Linked DNA regions of Mus musculus: region 2 is linked to region 1. Evidence: chromatin contacts called from public promoter capture Hi-C data. All regions are on one chromosome and are shown on one strand. Each heading gives the region's core, a stretch centred on a gene start, on an enhancer-like site or on the middle of the called end of the contact. The rest is flanking DNA. Distances are from core to core; before and after follow the strand shown. Region 1 holds the start of Birc2 (baculoviral IAP repeat-containing 2). Region 2 holds the start of Pgr (progesterone receptor).

Evidence for each region. Promoter capture Hi-C pulls out the DNA fragments that hold promoters and counts their contacts.
Region 2: a promoter capture Hi-C map of hippocampal neurons shows a contact between it and region 1, with 4 times the contacts expected there. The contact joins the promoter of Pgr here to the promoter of Birc2 in region 1. A contact is called at or near these places in 1 of 39 promoter capture datasets (hippocampal neurons) and 1 of 115 datasets of contacts at active chromatin or transcription factors (astrocytes).

Annotation. Positions count from the first base shown.
Region 1 is chr9:7,832,240-7,839,220 of GRCm38.p6, forward strand. It overlaps Birc2 (baculoviral IAP repeat-containing 2), which reads right to left and starts at 4,818. Exons shown (of 8, transcript NM_007465.3): 1 at 4,751-4,818; 2 at 1,266-3,140. The coding sequence starts at 2,239.
Region 2 is chr9:8,897,848-8,904,359 of GRCm38.p6, forward strand. It overlaps Pgr (progesterone receptor), which reads left to right and starts at 1,986. Exons shown (of 8, transcript NM_008829.2): 1 at 1,986-4,236; 2 at 5,749-5,900. The coding sequence starts at 2,621.

The DNA.
Region 1 (6,981 bases), core at 3,568-6,067:
ACTCACACAGTGGAAGGAGAGCTGTTCTTTGACCTCCACTACTGATTGGTCTGGGGTTCACAATGAGGCCCAAGCTATCGTTGACCTTGGAACACTCCTGCTTCAGCCTCCAAACTGCTAAAATTAAAGAGTAAACCACCACAACTGGCCAAAATTAACACTTTTAAGTAAATTAAGTACATCAGTTTTCAGGACAAAAACAACAACAAAGTCAAAATTTATCTCTTTGTTTTGTTTTTTTGAGACAGTTCTAAGTAACCCAGGGTAGTTTCAAAGTGGTGTCAGAATCCTGAATGTTAACATTACACTGGACCTAACATACAAATTTGATGATTCTTCATGATAATTGTTTTTGAGACAGGGTCTCACTATGCAATCCTAGATGACCTGAACTTGCTCTGTAGACCAGGCTGGTCTCTGTTCACAAAGAATGCATGCTTCTGCTCCCAGCGGTGAGATTAAAGGCAAACTGACATAGGTGCACTACCTGTCCCATCATATAATTTTAAACTACTTATATTTTAACAATGTAAATAGTTACATCAAAATTCCTGTTCATCATGTACCATACAAAAAATGACTAAAAGTTCCTGTAATTCCCTAAGGAGTCCAATGATTCCTCATTATCACAGAAGGCATGCATATGTCCAAGATCTCTTTACTGTATGATTCCACTTACATGTGTTGTGGCTATGGTAACTAAAGTAGATTCAGATATCGTAGGCAGAAGGGTAGGTGCCAGGGGTGTGCTTACAAGTGTATGGGATACAGTTTCAGTCTGGAGATGACTAAAAAACAGTACACATATACTTTATACTACAGAAGATTAAATTTTAGATGGCTAAATTAGTATATTTTATGTGTATTTTAACACAATAAAAACAACTAACACCGTCCATTCATTTTAGAAATGAATCCAAGTTCACATAGCTGATCAGTTTCAAATACAAAATTTCTAATTGTAATACACTAACAATGTGTTCCTAAATTTATTCTAAACAATAAAAATTAAGAGGTAAGGTATATAGGCAAGAAAACTTGTCAACCAGATATGAGGCCCTGGGTTCAATCCTCCATGCCACAATAAACATTTTTAAGAACCAATTATCAAGGCTGGCAGTGGTGGTACAGACCCTTAATCCTAGCACTCAGGAGGAAGAAGCAGGTAGATCTCTGAGTTCAGACTTGTCTACAGAGTGAGTTCCAGGACAGCCAAGGCTACTCCAAGAAACCCAGACTTGAAAACAAACAAAAGAACCAATTACCTTGGAAACCATTTGGCGTGTTCTATCCAGGGGTCATCTCCAGGTTCCCAACATCTCAAGCCACCATCACAACAAAAGCACTTGACATCATCATTGCGATCCACGTAATAGAATCCAGCACTTGCAAGCTGCTCGGGCTGAACAGGAACACTAGGTGGCCAGTACAGAAATGTCCTCAATCGAGCAGAGTGTGTCTGCATACTTAGATTTGATATACTAAACCTCTGTGTTTCTGAAGTATTTTCCAGAAATGGACAGTGGGGAAAATGTCTGCGGTGCTCTGACATAGCATCATCCTTTGGTTCCCAGTTGCTCAGTTTCCCACCACAGGCAAAACAGGCCACCCTGTCTCCAGGCCCTATGTAATAGAAGCCAGCTCTGGCCAGCTCTGCTGGTGACAGAAAACTTAAAGGCCACATACTGTAAGTAAGAAATCTGGCCTCTTCTGTACTCATGGCATAGCTGCAGGGATCCATCCTTGATGAGAAGTCTTCCACTGCTCTAGAATTAAGAGGGCTAGAGCACAGGTTGGAGTGAATGCCACCTCGTTCCAGAGGTGACGAATGTGCAAATCTACTTTTCACAGGAGACATATTCTTAGATGGAGACTGCAGACTGGCTGAAAGCAGAGTCTGTACAAAGCTGCAGCTGGGATAGAACTGTCTGTGCTTTTCAACAGGACTGTCCCCTTGTTTCCAGTTATCCAACATCAGGCCACAGCAGAAGCACTTGACTTTGTCATTCACACCTGTATAATAAAAGCCAGCACGAGCCAGACTCCTCTCTGAGACAGGAACTCCCCTGGGAAAAGCTGAATATGTAGACATTCGGTAGAGTTCACACGAAAAGTCAAACTTCATTTTTTCTTCGCTCTCCTTTGTCCAATTTGACAAGATTGTGCTCTTCTCCATTATACGTTTAAGTTTTTGGTGTAAGGTACCTTGGCCGAGTCTCTGGGAGACAGTTTTGTCCATGAGTAGTAATAGTATTTCTGACCGCTTAAACTTCCAGATGAAGTTTCTCACCACTTGACACTAGATCTCCACCACAGACACCTGACTGGATAGATTCATTGTCTTCTGCTTGGACTGGTGAATTGACACCCTCACAGGACAAATCTGTCTCACTTGCCAAGACACTAGTTAGGACTCTTTGGGGGTCACATGAACTCTTCTGGGTAACCTGAGATCTATTTACCCATAACTAACTTCTTATTACTAGTTATGAAGCCTAGGTACTAGGGCATATATTCAGGCTCTTTTCCCTTATAAGGACTTAAACATGACATCTGAACTACTCCTTTTCCTATGAAATGAAAGGAACTGAGTGAAGTCTGCAGCTGGTTTTCCTTAGAGAAGATGTCATACAGTATTCTCTAAAGTGGGTTACATCAACTGCAGCAGTCAGCTCAGGTCTATTAAGACTACAGTATTCACTGTAAAGGAACTGCGCTTAAAGCACAGACTGTTAACTCCCTCACTGTTAAATCTTCTATATCACCACCTTGACTCTGTATATATCATGTGAATACATCTGGTCAACAGACAGTATTTTGCACATAAACCTAAGACTGCATTTTATAAAGTCCGCCTGTGTTTAAGGCCCTTTCCACTATAAGTCTGTTATAATTAAGAACGAATCAATTCAAGACATGGCTTTCTTTTGTTACCTCAAATAACTAAGAATCTGTTTTAGCAAAGCTTTTCTGTTGCACTAGCCTTCTTTTTGAAAACTTCGTATTTTATATAACTAATCATACACAAGAACACACTGCAAAGCAAACCGCAGCGTCTTATAGAAATGTTCAGATGTCCATGAGTGGGCTGATTTCTAGAAAAACATAAGAGAACATGAAGACTCTTGAGGACTATCAATCTGAAAGAAAAAAAAATATTTTAGAAAACTAATTACACAGAATTGTCATCATCAATTTATTCAGTAATGTCTAAAAATGACACACTCTAGATAACAAATCTTGACTACAGCAGTTCCTCACCCAACCAGTCTACTTAGAAAGGGTCTAAATCAAAACACACCACTGCAAAAGCATTCTCAAAGTACTAGTTATGCTTGTCTTTAAAATGCATAGCTCAGTATAGTTTAAAAATTAAAACTTTGAAAACAATGGACATTTCCATTTGTCAAAAACTGGCCCCCGATTTTCAAGTTTGTTCCTTTTATATATTATTTATTTACTATTAGAAAAAAATGTACTATACTTCATGAACTTTTTTTTTTTTTAAGGGACAGGGTCTTATTCTGTAGACTAGGCTGGCTAGAAAGTCAATATAACCCAAGCTGGTTTTAAAACTTTTTGGAATTCTCTTGCTTCAGCCTTCCAAGTGCTAGGACCACACTACCACCAGGCTCTTTTCGTTTTCTGATTTAAAGATATTTTGATATGCACTTCACTGGAGACAAAAGGCACCATAAATAGTGGAAAGGTAGTCTGTAAGGCTACTGATATAGCTCCATGTTAGAGCACTTGCCTTGCAGGTAAAGAACCCTAAGTTTAATCACAAGAAAAAAATTATATATACTTTTATATTCTATTAAAACATTTAATTGAAATATATAATACAGATATAAGTACATATAAAATATATTTATACACATAAACATATGTTAAGTTATAATACAATATAAAATAAATAATATATACGATATTTTCTATTATATTAAAATATAAATATTTCCTGAGGATTCCCGAGGTATACTTGCAATTTTAATCTCAACACTTGGAAGACAGATGCGGAATGAAACGCTCCTGCCGGACAGAACATTTGAACTAGCCAGGGCTAAATTAGCCAAGATAAAGGCACCGGGAAGAGCTCATAAACGGAATCCGTGAAGGACAACCATTCCCTAACCACCACAGGTAACATCTCAAAACCAAAAAAGTACAAGTGCCGGTAAAGCAGTGGCCTGAACAAAGCTACCACTACCCGTGTGGCCTAACTACACTAGCTGTTACAACGCCAGCAAGCACCCAACCGACACGGCTCTACGCCCACTGCAGGGGGGCGACACGTAGCTTGGAGAGACAAGAATGGAGAACACCTTTCCCAGTTAAACCAAACCTCTCACACGACTACTGGGGACAAGTAGTAACTGATGTGACAACCGTCATCCCCCTGCCGCACAACTTAGTTTAAAGGCATTAAATGCCGCGGGCTTAAAGCTTAAAAACCTGCAGAAAATCTGAAGAGACAGCCGAGGTGCTGCACACCAGTAATCCCAGCACCTAGAACGATTGGAGGCAGGAGGATTGCCGCAAATTCGAGACTAGCCTGGGTTGACTGAAAAAATAAACCGAAAGGAAAAGAAAGCAAAACTGTTATACAAGTCCAAGCCCAAGGACTTAGGCAGGGAGCGGGGGTCGGGCGGCCCTGAGAACTGCCTTCCGGGCCGAAGGAGGAGTCAGCTAGCCCGCCCAGCCGTCGAGAGCCACGCTCGCCCGTCCTGACGAAGGCAGCCGCACTCACCACCGAGTCAGGCCCCCGGCGCCCTGGAAGCAGAGGCGCCTGATTGTTGATCCGCAGCCTTCCCAAAAGCCCCTGCGGCCAGCGGGCCGTTGAGGTGACGTCAGCAGACGCGCACCGCAAGTTGGAACGCGTGGAGGACGGGGTGGGGCTGTGGGCCAGTCGCGCGCGCCTGCGCCTGCGCTCGCGCCTGCGTGCTCGGGCTTTGGAAGCTAAACGTTCGGGCCGCTGGGACTCGGACGAATAAGGCTAGGCTTTCCCGAGCGTCCGTCCTTGCCCCACTGCCTCCGCTGGGCGTTCCGGACTTTGATGCCATGTGTTTTAACCTGCAGTGCACCTTTAATGGCGGCAGCCCTGAGCCGCGCCTCCTAGCTCCCTGTATTTTCCGGCCTCACCCTGCAAGGGTCCTAGACAGGCACTAAGGCAAACGTGGCGTCATAGGTAAGGCGGCTCAGGCTCGTGAGCTGGCCTCGAAACGCCTGAGTAAAGCGGAATGCACGCGTGTGCGTGTACATTAAATATAATTTGGTTTTTTTGTAAGATGGGCTTTAACATTTTTGACAAGTGGGCTCCTCTGGCAGGCCGGCATGGTGGCGCTCACCTCGAATCCTAGAAATTCAAACCCAGTTGGGGCGAGGAGGTAGTTATGCATTTTTAAATTATTATTTTTTTTAAAAAGTGCTCTTGCAGGCGACCCAAATTAAGCGCATCAGGCCATAAATTTAAAAAGTAAGGAAAAGGCTGCGGACTAGTTTGGAGGAAGGCATTGAAGGGTTAACAGTATAATGGGAGAGAGTATGATTAAAGCGCACTATATATCTGTGATGAGATTGTAGAAGAATACGTTTAAAACTGGAAAAATAACCCTGACTTCATTGTTCACTAGCAGTCTGTCTCCCCACCCCCCACCCTCTGCTGCCTTTCCCGTACCGAAAGTGCTGCAAAATCATTAGCATTCAGGGTAGGACTTTCTGATGTCCCCACCCCCACCCCCGCGGCCCTGTTTGGCTTGGATGATTTGTTATGGTTAGTTTTGCAGTTTTTTTATTTGTTTGTTTAAGAAAGGATTTTATTGTAGGGCCCAGACTAGCCGAGGATTTAGCATCCTACCTCAGCCTCCAGTGTGCTGATTAGAAATGTAGGCTACTACCAGTGAGGTTTCTACAGTTTAATTTACTTTAGACTTGAAGGTCTTAACGAATGAATCAGATCTTCTCTCCGGGGGAATTCCATGTTAAATGGGCAAATATTTTAAAAACTTAGAAGTAAAACAGACCGCTAAATTAGGCTGCCAGGGGAATTCCGGGACCCTGAACCGTTTCCCATTTTCTTTCCCGTCATTTCTGCTGCAAGTCGGTCAGTCACAGAACAGGCAGTCTTCTGGTCTAAATGCTGATAATAAAAAGAAAGTATTCATGACAGTTTCTGATACACAGAAAAGACGTGCCAAGGTTCCCAGTGACTAAACTTCCAATGGTACACATGTGCCAATGCCTTGTTCAAGTCACTACTTCTTGGAAAGTTACACAAAACATTCCTAATATGTGTGGGAATCTAGCAGGGCCTGTGCACATTGAATTCAAGAATATGTCTCTCTCAGTTCTTGTCCTGACCTACTTCAGTATTTAGGAAATTTTCAATGCCCAAAACTCAGACGTTTTAGAACTTATTACTTCTTTTATAATATATAATCTTGGAGTCCAGTTGTTTATTTTGTTGACCATTAATTCAACTAAGACTTTCCCTATTGCCCATGTAGAGTTTGGTAATTTTGAAAAATATATTTTATTATTATATAATACACATATATACATATACTGATGTGGTTATCATGACATCTTTCATTTTATATACAAAAAAGTATACAGTTCAGAGTGGAGAGATGGCTCAGTGGTTAAGAGCACTGACTGCTCTTGCAGAGGTTCTGAGTTCAATTCCCAGCAACCACATGGGGCTCACAACCATCTGCAATGGGGTCTGATGCACTCCTCTGGGGTGTCTGGAGAGAGTAATGGTGTACTCATATACATAAAATAAATAATTTTTTTAAAAAAAGTATACAGTTAAAGACACTTTTGAAGAAAAATATGATTGAAAAGACTTCTACAACATAAATTGTATAATAAAACCAGGGGCTGGAGAGATAGTAATTAGAGCACTGGCTGCTCTTACACAAGACCCTTGTTCAGTTCCTAAAATCCACATCCTAGTTCACATCTGTAACTAGAGTTCCA
Region 2 (6,512 bases), core at 736-3,235, 1.1 Mb after region 1:
AGTTGTTACAGGTAGAATGTTAGAAAAGAGAACAGATATTGAAAGAAAACTGTATATATTCTGGGCATTAGTTAACAACCATGCACCTGCCTGAGCTCACTAATAACAACATGCAGGAAGCTGCACAGTTACTCTGTATTCGCTGGTAGATTTTGCTATGAATCTAAAACTATTCTGAAAAGGGATGCCAGTTGATATAAAGTCTTAAAAAAAAAAACTTATGTCGAAGACAGAGCATAACCTAACACCTAGTAAAGCAGACAAGGATCTTTAGACGTCCTAGTGTACAGTGATAGGATGCAGATCATCGTCCTAGTGTACAGTGATAGGATGCAGATCATCGGTTACTGTGTGGGTAGTAATGTTGCAAAGAAAGGAGGAGGAAGGACAGTATGCAGAGATTTTAAAGGGAATGTGTGCACTTTTGGAGGCAAGTTTTCAATATCTTACTCTGTCTTTAGTCAAGGTTCCCCATATACATTATACATGTATATGCTCCTATAGGAGACTACCTGCTAGCCTCATTTCTTTGCTTCCCACACTTATTTCTATGCACTGTCCAGAATGCCTCCACCCCCAGCTCCCACACTCCGGTTTTACCATTTGATACCATAAAGACATACAATAACTGCTTCCTTGAATTCTCTTCTCCCTCCCTAATTCTCACACATTTAAAATTAGTCAGCAATATCTCATTGCTGGAATAGTCCACACCCAAGCCCAATGGTCCAGTGTAACAGCAGCAATTCACGACTATGTAGCACCTCCCTGGTGATTGACATCTAGGCACCTTGCCTCCAGCAGCTCTGCCATCTCTGCAGTTTTGGAGCCTTTCACAAATCTTCTAGACCTGGCTGAGAATAACTGCAGGCTTCAGCATTAAAATGGCCTGGAAACACTCAAAGGCATTTCCCAAACGACTAACTCACTTTTGAATAGCGATGTGTCACGGCATCCACTGACTGGGCTTGAGAGTGGACAGCTTATGACGGTGTATAAAATAAATCATATTACTCTCTCCCCTCCACAGTGTTCTCATGACTTTAAAGGTGATTTATTCTTAAAGCTCAATGGTAATTATTCTAAGAGTAGAGAAACATAGAGGGGAGAAAATGCCATTTAGCTTTCCCAGTGGAAAACTTAATATGTGATGTAGATATTTAGTAAGGACTGAAGAGAACCTCATGAAAATCAGAACAAACAGAATATGACACTCAATGTCCAAACTCCCCATACAGGCAGCGATGTGTTACCAACTGTCTTCCATCCTTAACTGCTAAGTCACATTGGTGGCCCACTTGTCACAAGAATAGTTTGAGCGTGTTAGAGGAAGGCTGGACAGGCAGCCAGTAAGGTTGTTCAGTGTCAAACTCAGGATGAGTTCTATCTCCAGAATCTGCATGGTTCAAGGAGGAAATCCACTCTTTGGGGCTAGTCTTAGACTACCATATGCACGCGACACATGCAAGCACTCACACATATACACACAGAGCACTTGCTGCTCCTGCAGAGAACCCCAGTTAGGACCTCAGCACCTATATCAGAGCACCTGCAACTTCACCTCTGAGGGCTCTCACCCTCTCTGCTGACGTCTGAGCAACTATATAACCATGTAACATACACTCCCAGAGACATATACACGTAATAAAATGAAAATACTTGAGATCATTTTATACCTTTTATACAAAAAATAAAATGTCACGATATGTCACTGTCTGTGTTGAATATTTACAAATATTTTCAAATCCTGAAATCTTTACAACAACTTTGCTTTTTATAGGGTGGGGCTGGCATGCTTCTTAATTCAGTACAAATTCTGATATGTTTAGATTTCTTCTCAAAGCATCTGATATTCCAGGTGGAATCAGACTAGTGAGTAGCTGGAATTCCAACGCCAGAGATTTAGATCTAGCCAGTGATTGGCTAGGGAGGGGCTTTGGGCGGGCCTTCCTAGAGCGCCAACGCTTGCTAGAAAGCTATGGAGCCAGTCTAGACTGTCACTATCAGTCTTTGTAGTATTTACGGGTGCGAGGATTCTGACATTCTGCTAACTTCTCTTAGCTTTACTAGAGCAACCTGCAACCAGAACTCGCTGGGATTGTAGAGAACCTAGGGAGCCATAGAGACTGTCGCTGCAGGAGAACGAGTAAGAATGGGCTACGTCTTAGCCCCAGGTTTTTGGTGAGGACTGTAAAGCAAACTTCCTAGGATGTCTAGGTTTCAACAAACATAAGAAGTCCGGAGATAGCGGGAGTCCTTTTTTTCAGCACCGGCCACACCAGTTCCGGGTCTCCCATTCAAGAAGAAACACGAAAAAAAGTCTCTCGAATAACTCCCAGTTCTCAGACCAGACCAGCTTGCTCCAGCTACTTCTTCCTGTCCTCACCCCACCGCGACCGGGACAGCGCGACTACCACCCTTCCTCTGCGTCTGGGTGGAGGGTAAGGACAGGAGCTGACCAAGACCGCCCCTCCCAACCAGGAGGTGGAGATCCCACGGGTCCTGCGACTCTACACCCACTTCCTCCTCCCTCTGCCCCTATATCACCGGCACCCCCTCCTCCTTCCCTTTTCCCTCCTCCCAGGAGACAGGGGAGGAGAAAAGGGGAGCTTGGGTCGTCATGACTGAGCTGCAGGCAAAGGATCCGCAGGTTCTCCACACGTCTGGCGCTTCGCCCTCCCCCCCACACATCGGGTCCCCCTTGCTTGCACGCTTGGACTCAGGTCCCTTCCAAGGGAGCCAGCACTCGGACGTGTCGTCTGTAGTCTCGCCTATACCGATCTCCCTGGACGGGCTGCTTTTTCCTCGGTCCTGCCGGGGTCCCGAGCTCCCAGACGGAAAGACAGGGGACCAGCAGTCGCTGTCCGACGTGGAGGGAGCTTTCTCTGGGGTAGAAGCCACTCATAGGGAAGGAGGCAGAAATTCCAGAGCCCCGGAGAAGGACAGCAGACTCTTAGACAGTGTCTTAGACTCGTTGTTGACTCCCTCCGGGACCGAACAGAGTCACGCCAGCCCTCCAGCCTGCGAGGCCATCACTTCCTGGTGTCTCTTTGGGCCAGAGCTTCCAGAAGACCCCCGCAGTGTCCCTGCTACCAAAGGGTTGTTGTCCCCGCTCATGAGTCGGCCAGAGATCAAGGCTGGCGACAGCTCCGGGACAGGAGCAGGACAGAAGGTGCTGCCCAAAGGACTGTCACCACCCAGGCAGCTGTTGCTCCCTACCTCGGGGAGTGCTCACTGGCCCGGGGCAGGGGTGAAGCCGTCCCCGCAGCCAGCTGCAGGGGAGGTGGAAGAGGACAGTGGCCTGGAGACCGAGGGCTCTGCAGCTCCGCTTCTAAAGAGCAAACCTCGAGCACTGGAAGGCACCGGCAGCGGAGGAGGAGTCGCAGCCAACGCGGCCTCAGCGGCCCCAGGCGGTGTCACTCTGGTCCCAAAGGAAGATTCACGGTTTTCTGCTCCTAGGGTCTCCTTGGAGCAAGACTCTCCCATTGCCCCCGGGCGCTCCCCACTGGCCACCACAGTGGTGGATTTCATCCATGTGCCCATCCTGCCTCTGAACCACGCACTCCTGGCCGCCCGCACCCGGCAGCTGCTGGAGGGGGACAGCTACGACGGCGGGGCCACAGCCCAGGGCCCTTTTGCCCCGCCTAGGGGCTCGCCCTCCGCGCCATCCCCGCCGGTGCCCTGCGGTGACTTCCCAGACTGCACCTACCCTCTGGAAGGCGACCCCAAAGAGGACGTGTTCCCTCTTTACGGCGACTTCCAGACGCCTGGCTTGAAGATCAAGGAGGAGGAGGAGGGCGCGGATGCTGCTGTGCGCTCGCCGCGCCCCTACCTGTCGGCTGGAGCCAGCTCCTCCACCTTCCCAGACTTCCCGCTGGCACCCGCGCCGCAGCGAGCGCCATCCTCCAGGCCCGGAGAAGCGGCGGTGGCCGGCGGACCCAGCAGCGCCGCGGTGTCGCCAGCGTCCTCCTCCGGCTCCGCGCTGGAGTGCATCCTGTACAAAGCGGAGGGCGCGCCGCCCACGCAGGGTTCGTTCGCGCCACTGCCGTGCAAGCCCCCAGCCGCCGGCTCCTGCCTACTACCCCGGGACAGCCTGCCGGCCGCCCCGGCCACCGCCGCAGCACCCGCCATCTACCAGCCGCTCGGCCTCAATGGGCTCCCGCAGCTGGGCTACCAGGCCGCGGTGCTCAAGGACAGCCTGCCCCAGGTCTACCCGCCATACCTTAACTACCTGAGGTGAGCACTTGCAGGCAGCCCTGCCCTGCTCCATTCCCCCATCATCTCTGGGTGGCAGGATGGCCGCGGGGGCTTGTGGAGCTGGTCTTTGGAGACCCAACAGGCATTGTCCATTGCCTCCCTTTTTCTTACATTTGTGTGTGTGGTGCGGGCATAAAAGGGAGTGCAGATATACCATTTTATTGTGTACCATTCTCCCAAACATTGCCTGCAAACTTCCTGAAGCCTGAGCACCCAGGTTCAAACCCTGAGGCCTCGCTCTAAGATCTTTGATTGTGCTGAGGATTTGTTGGGGACTTCATTAAATACTTTGTAAGAAGGACACCCCCCCCCTCCGTGTGTGTGTGTGTGTGTGTGTGTGTGTGTGTGTGTGTGTGTGTGTGTGTTGGGGAGGCTGAGATGTAAAAGCCAGTTTTTCTGGAAGGGGTGGGGCTTAACTGTGGCTTCAGAACTGAAATCAGAAAGCCCTTAGGGATCTATCTGCACAGGTCTCTGGCCTGATTTTCCTAGGAACATCAAGAGTGTGGTAAACTGCAGGAGGGAAGTGTTTGAATGGTGGGTTTAAACAACAATTGCAGGCGACCAGAGCATGGAACGCTCACACTGGTGCAGACAACTTTACTCCCCTCATATATGTCTTCAAGAGCATTTTCCCCACATACTGAAGTAATGGACTTGAAAAGGAAAAAACATGCTCAAGTTTTAGAGTCTCAGATGCAGTGACTAGGCAAAATAATGTCAATGTGTTAACAATGCCTTGAAGTCACAACTATATTTATATGTTGGAGCAATCAACTGTTCCAGAGTTTTCAAACCGGAACCAGTGCTAATTCCAGTTAAATTCCTAACGCTCAGCCGTGTTTGTTGTGACCCAGCATTGAGGAAGGAGGTCATATTTCATCTGCCAAAGGCAAAATCACTTCTGTATAAGGAGCTCTTTTTAAAGGAGTGTTTCTAGCATTTGTGAACATGGAAGGATGCACCTGTTCCCCTTTTATTAATGTTAATGATTTGTGTGTTCAAGGAATCCATTATAGGGAGTTTAAGATATCAAGCACCAAGTTTAGTGCACTGAAATTCAAATATGTGTGTATACGTATGTATGTGTATATGTGTGTATGCATGTAAGTATATATGTATTTTGTATGTTTATGGTCCTAGGAGCTGGGGATGTAGATCAGTTCCTAGAAACTTTGCTTACCTACCATACACTGAGCCCAGAGTTCTGTCCCCAGCACCTTAGAAACTGGGAATGGTGGCAAATGCTTCTGTTTCCAGCACTTGGAAGCTGGGAATTCATGAGTTCAAGGCCAGGCTTTGATATGGAACAAGTTTAAAGTCAACCCAATTACATGAGGAGACCTTTAGCAAAAAACTAAAACACAAACAAAAAACCTATAAATAAATACTATGATTCTATTTTAAAGATACTCATAGATACCAGTTTAGAAAAGCTTTCTTCATCAGATAGCAGTGTACCTAAAACTAAACAGAATCTGTTTGCATTTCAAGGCCAGATTCAGAAGCCAGCCAGAGCCCACAGTATGGCTTTGATTCCTTACCTCAGAAGATCTGCTTAATCTGCGGGGATGAAGCATCTGGCTGTCACTATGGCGTGCTTACCTGTGGGAGCTGCAAGGTCTTCTTTAAGAGGGCAATGGAAGGTAGGAAGCTTCCTCCTCATTCTCCCTTCCCTCTCATTGTCATGGAGACCATCCAATCCTTTATCCACTTAGTTATGCTCGTTTCTAAGAAATGATGGCCTTTCTTTCCACCTGAAATTATGATGCTCTTTTAACCAGTTGCATTGCCTACAGTACCCAAGAGTGAACGTGGTTTGCTATTATAAGTGTATGCTGTGACTCACACTTTCAACAGTACTCAAGCCATGACACTGGCGAGAGATTCTCTTCCTCTCAACAGCTTTACTCTAGTGATGTGTTCATATATATCTCCTGAATAAACAAAACACTGGGTTTATAGTAATCAAAGCTACATATGTGTGCATATTTGTATATGTGTGCATACATTTACATACATATGTCACACGTTCACAGAATACATACAAATATATGGGATATATATACATATGTATATATATGTATGTATATATATATCATATAATACAATTGCAAATTATCTACATTTGTCCTTTCCATAAATCATTTTGGTATAATATTGATATAATAATTTTAAACAACAGTTTAGTGAGTAGATCTTTTTGTGTAGCATAGCTTCATGTGTATGAGAGGACAGGAATAATTGCTTGGAATAAA